Linked DNA regions of Drosophila melanogaster: region 2 is linked to region 1. The links are chromatin contacts, called in public targeted proximity ligation maps. All regions are on one chromosome and are shown on one strand. The core of a region is the stretch at or near the end of the contact, and the rest is flanking DNA. Distances in the headings are between cores, read along the strand shown.

Region 1 (2,737 bases), core at 62-2,561:
CGAGCTAATCAACAAACAAATAAATCTCCATTTGTGGCTGACCCTCCTCCGCAGGATTTCGAGCTGATATCGAGTTTCGTGCTTGGGGCTCCTCGATGTCGCGACGAAATCCAATCCAATCGAATCCAATTCAATGCCGGAGGATATCCGAACCGCGCGAATGTTGCGTTGCACATCCGAAATGTGAATGAATGCAAATGAAATTTGCTAATAATAATACGACAATTACATGGCCCGCGGGCGATAAAAAAAAAGCCAGACCCACAAGCTCCCGAGCGGCAATTATGGGGCATACACCGCCGGCTTGCCCAATAGATTTCACTGGGCAGATATGGCCACTGGCCACCTATGCCACCAATCCACCTAACAACCCATCCACCTATCCACCTGAACGGAACCCACCCCGTTTGCGGCGCTGGCCGGCATAACCTGGGTCAACCTGGACGAACTGAGTACACTAAGGACACGTCAGCGGCGGCCAGGCGAATGTGACGTGGCCACATTCAATTCCCTCACTTTTAATTGGAATGTTAACTCTATTTTTCCACACAAGGCAGCCAGTTTCAAATGCCTGTGCATGGCAGACGGATCAATTCCTGGCTGATGAAGTTCTATGCACTTTTTGCGATGGCTTTGTTTTAGTTTTGTGAATACTTACGGCCCTTATTCTTCCTAATCAATCTTGCTCACTGTTAAGCTGATCTTTTACCAAATTAATATTTGTGCAGTTTTTTTTTGCTGTCAAAATTGGGTAAATTTCATTAAGACATTTCAATACATTTTTAAGCCCTTCATTTTAATTAGCCAACACTTGGAAATGTAATAGGGATAAAGGTGCACTAGCCAAAATAAAAGAATTTTTAAACGTATTTAATGAGATTCGCCAAACTGGATTGGTGAATATATATATATGTATAAGCTTGCTTCTATAGCAATTTTATTCATCTAGTAAGAAAAGTCAATAGGAAATATAAGCCATTAAGTCTGGTTTTATTTATCAAAAACGTAATTCAGTTTGCTATATTTTTTAACATTTACTCCAGTGTTCATCAGTGCACTGAATTTATGAATTTACCATATGAAATGAGAATTTGAATATACTACTATTGATGAGCATCTGATGAATTTTATTGAACATTTTAAGGTAGTTTAAGTGCAGCATCAAATCAAGAAAAAGTTTTAAATTTCCAATTCAAATTTACGCGCCTAGTTGTGAACTAGTTTTACTGCTAGTTCCAATTACTAGTTCATTCGATTAGTATATACAGAGCTATCGCCGTTTGGCATTTTTTAGTGCATTGCGGGCAGTAGAAAAGCAAACACAAATAAGGGAATAAAAATATATTAATTTCGGATCAGGATGGATAAACTAACGACAATTAGTGCCACGCTCTTCATGGCGGCCGATGTCTTTGCGATTGTGAGTCTGGCCCTTCCCGACTGGATCATCACGGAGTCCGGAACGGGTAAACATGGCAAACAAGAAAGTGCCAGATGCACTGGATGAATCCTAAATCTCTGGGGATATTTGTAGGTGACATCCGATTGGGACTGATGTGGACCTGCATGACGCTATATAACCGACCGCAAGTGTGCTATACACCCGAACTGCAGCCGGAGTGGCTGATTGCACTGATCTGCATCTTTGTGGGCTGCATCTGCGTGACCACCACCGTCATTCTGCTGGCGTCGTCATCCTGCAACCGGAATGTGATTCCGTACGCGCGCTGGGTGGGATTCACGGCCATGGTGCTCTTCTGCATGGCGGCCGTCGTCTTCCCGCTGGGATTCCACGTAGAGGAGATCGGCGGACAGGCCTACCAGCTGCCCAACACATTCAAGATTGGCATCTCCTACATCATGTTCGTCCTGGCCCTGTGGATCACCGTCGTGTCTGAGCTCTTTGCCGGCAAGGTCTGCCTGCCGCACTTCTAAAGACGTGACCACGGCATCGCTAGATTCCTCATTTCATTTGCAGTTTGCTCTGTGATTTGTTACATCTTTTGTTTTACCCTAATTGTTTTGGGTTTCAATTGGTAGGGTGCACTTTAAACACTCTATCTTAGTTAACATATTTAAATTAGGTTAAATAAGCTGAAAACTCGAATATGAGCTACACGAATCTCTCATGCACTTGATACATTTTAAAAATTATTTACTTTTAAACCTGATTTTATTTTAATTGATAAATTTAGTTGATAAATGTTTAGTAAGCCAGACTTGATCATATCTAAGGAATAAGCGTAGCCCTAAGAACATTTAGTTAGTACAATTTTGTTATACGAATACACATTTTGTATTTAAACTGAGAAAAACATGTATTTTTGTGTTCTCAAAAGCTTAAGGTAAATCCGGTGTGCCACCAATCTTCAAGTCTGAAGCTCAAATTTAACTCACAATCTTTCAAAATAAATAGGTTTTTAAGAAATTGTTGAAATGTGTGCTGATTCCTTCGTAAATGTGGATCTGCTTAATTTAGACGGTTAAAAAGTCCATGCGTATATGAACTTGCGCGTATTCGCGATTATTGGAAATACGGTTATAACTCTTCAGGTTTTTCATTGACACAACTTATTTAATATTGAACAGAATTAGTATTGAAACTTCAAAAAAAATATATATTTACATATATCTTCGCGGGGAGCTCCGTCACTTGGAAGGTCGCGACAGCAACTGAAGCAATATAGCCACATTGGAGGAGGGATCTCGGCGGAGTCCCGAGGTCTGCGCATGCGTC
Region 2 (2,977 bases), core at 454-2,953, 270 kb before region 1:
GTTTTTATGAACACTTCCATGTTTCGGTGTTATTCTTGTATCATAACAAATTGCGTTCAAGTTAAGTTGGGTTTACGGGTATGGAATGTCAGAATTTCTTCTTTTAATTGCTATACAAATTGGCCGTAGAAATCTACATACTATTGATTGGGCCAATAAGGTAAACCAATGATTCTAGAAATATTCTTGAAATAGAGAATGTGCCTTGAATGTAACGAAAAATTCAATAATAATAGTTCAAACAAACATCAAGAAATTGTCTAAGCTTGAATAGAAATTCGATAAATATATTAAAAGCTTTATGTTGTTTGCTTAAATAAATTTGTACAAATGATAGTTTCACTAAAGTCACTTAAAGTATTTCTCTGAAATTTCATCACCTTTGAGTAGCCCAATGCTTTTAATTTACATTTTTCCCCTAGTCTGCTCTGCTTAGTCTTTTGTTATTGCTTTTCCTTGTTTGTTTTAAAAACACTGCACTTGTGTGTCCTCAATTTCGAAAAAAGTTTTCACACCGCCAAATGGGTAAGAAATATACATACTTGTATCTTAGCAGAATACTTGTCGTATACGTAATAAACATACGAACAGGCAAATGGATAAGTGGACTAGACAAATATTGCGCTTACTCGTGTGAAACACAAAATATCATGAGTAATTCATATGGCAAACACCTCTGGATTGTAATGGAATCGTTTATATATTATTAATTTGCTCCTTGCCTCATTTCTTTGTCTGCTAGCTGTCATCGCCTTCGATTTCATTCCGTGTTATTTTTTCCATTCAACCAGACCTTCTCTTTGGCAACATAAGTTAAAAAACCACGAAATATATCTTGGGCCGAAAAAGTGACACCATTTTTTTCTAAAAACATTTTCAGTTTGTAGCAGTTTTTATTTTGTAAATTGTTCTAATGGATCATTTAAAAAAATTGACTGGAATATATGGAATATGCTAAAATATCTTAAAATAAGAAGTAGAAACACGAACTCTCCCTTCAGCTTATTTTGCATTATTTGAATTCATAGAATACAGCTTTTCTTTTCGGTGTACATTTGATAGCAGTACTATTTATACATGTGTGTATAGAACGTATGGAAATGCATGTTCTTTCGCATATATGTACATTTGTATGTGAGTATATTTTCGAGTGTTTCCCATCCGCCGCGCCGGTCGATTTTACTTTTTTTTTGCTGATCCGATTTAATGCGTGGAATTTGTTAGTAATTTAGCAAAACGACGCACTAAACGGAAGAGCGCGAATAAAAAAAGCCATTCGGTTGGAAAGTTCTGTCGGCACTAAGGATGCGACCATTCCGTGCCAGCGGCACAAGTGGCCATAACATGAAGGCGTGAGCGTAAACAAACACAGAAAATTGGTCGGTCCAAAAGAGAGATAAACAGCGATGACAATAAGATATGTACATGCATGCATATACAAATGTACATATACATACATATGTCATCTAGAAGGCGGCAAAAGGCATTAAATGAAGCCACACACAAAAATTCTCGCGGTGACAGATATAACCAGAAGAACACAAAAGACGGGAGAGGAGGGATGGCAAAGGCATATGCTGCTTTTGGTTCGGAAATAGCGCGTTCTGTGCGGAGAGCATTACGTATACGTACTGGTGTACGGGTACGGATCGTCGGGAGCGCGACGTTTTGTTATTCGAGCGTCCGTGGCGCGTGGAATACCGTTACAAACTGAACGCAGGCCACAAGCTCGGAAATCCTTTTTGGCCTCCGCTGCTGCCTCCGTCGCTGCCAAAGGCTCTGCTGCTGCCACGGCCGGCGTCGCCGCCGACCTCTCACTCGCTCCCACTCTCGCCATATTCGCCGCCATCGCCATGCTGCCCGAAAGCAAAACAAAGAGCGATGGCCGCATCAGCTGATTGCCCCGTTTCATTGCCATTCCCGTTCATTTTGCAGCGGAGGCTGCGCACGGCTCTCTCGCTCTCTTCTATCCATTTCATCTACACTGGAAATAGCACGGGTATATCTATTCCTTAAATTGTTAACGAATTTCGCAATTGTTTCATCTGCGTAATTAGTATTAAAGGAAAAGGCAACATAAATATGAAACCAAATGTAAATGGTTAGTATTTGAATAACAGCCATTTGTGAAATCAATCAATATTTTTCTTTCTGTGCAACCCAGAGAGCGAGCAGAGCAGCGATGCTAATCCAAAGATGCCAAGTTTGATAACGTCCTCGTGTTTGCATTTTGAATTTATGATATGCATCTTCCAGTTAAAACTTCAACCAGACGTGCGGCTGATGCTGGTTGTTTGGGAAAGAAGAAGTAATACTAAATAGGGGAATCAACAAAAAGCCATTAAGACAGATTTTTTTTAGATTAAAGGGGTTTCTTCTTCAAGATACGTATGTACATCTTTAATTGTTGAACAAACGAAAAAGTATTTCATCATTCGATATTATTCCTTTTTTTAAGTTTTAAAATTTATGATAAAAATAGTAATATGAAAATGATAGACTTAAATACGCTTAAAAAACTACTTCATATATGTACAAGATTCATGGGATATAATATCTTGGAATCAATTGCAGATGTAATATTATAATTATCTATTTAATGAATTTTGCAATATTCAGCCGAGCATTTCTGGCACCTGTTTGCAAAAAGAAAAGAAGAGGATCGATGGTTATAACCAACAAGTGCGCCGTGTGACTTGATATTCTGTTGATATGTTCCACTATCGTTACACAAAACCCAGAGCTCTGTTATGGTTCCGTTCTTGTAGTTATATTGATTATTTGCTCGGTTCCATGGCCTTTGGGGTGTCGTATACTCGTATGTGTTTTAATAGTCCAAGTGCCGCCAAGCCTTCCGTTGGCCATTCTGTGTGATTTTGGGGCTCCGGCCTCGAGGGGATTTTGTAGCTGAAACTCACGAAAGCCCCAAAATGAGTGCTGTCCCCTTGCTCCTTCACGGTGGTTTCACGATTTTGGG

What was found.
Region 2: a targeted proximity ligation map of the Kc167 cell line shows a contact between it and region 1, with 5 times the contacts expected there. A contact is called at or near these places in 5 of 107 Hi-C or Micro-C datasets (the D17-c3 cell line, the OSC cell line, the S2 cell line and 2 more) and 1 of 7 datasets of targeted methods (the Kc167 cell line).

Annotation. Positions count from the first base shown.
Region 1 is chr3L:19,978,386-19,981,122 of dm6, reverse strand. CG14182 reads left to right here and starts at 1,311. Exons shown (of 2, transcript NM_001300194.1): 1 at 1,311-1,466; 2 at 1,535-2,410. The coding sequence starts at 1,361. The coding sequence ends at 1,935.
Region 2 is chr3L:20,246,806-20,249,782 of dm6, reverse strand. It overlaps rdgC (retinal degeneration C), which reads right to left and starts at 1,703. Exons shown (of 13, transcript NM_176367.3): 1 at 1,458-1,703.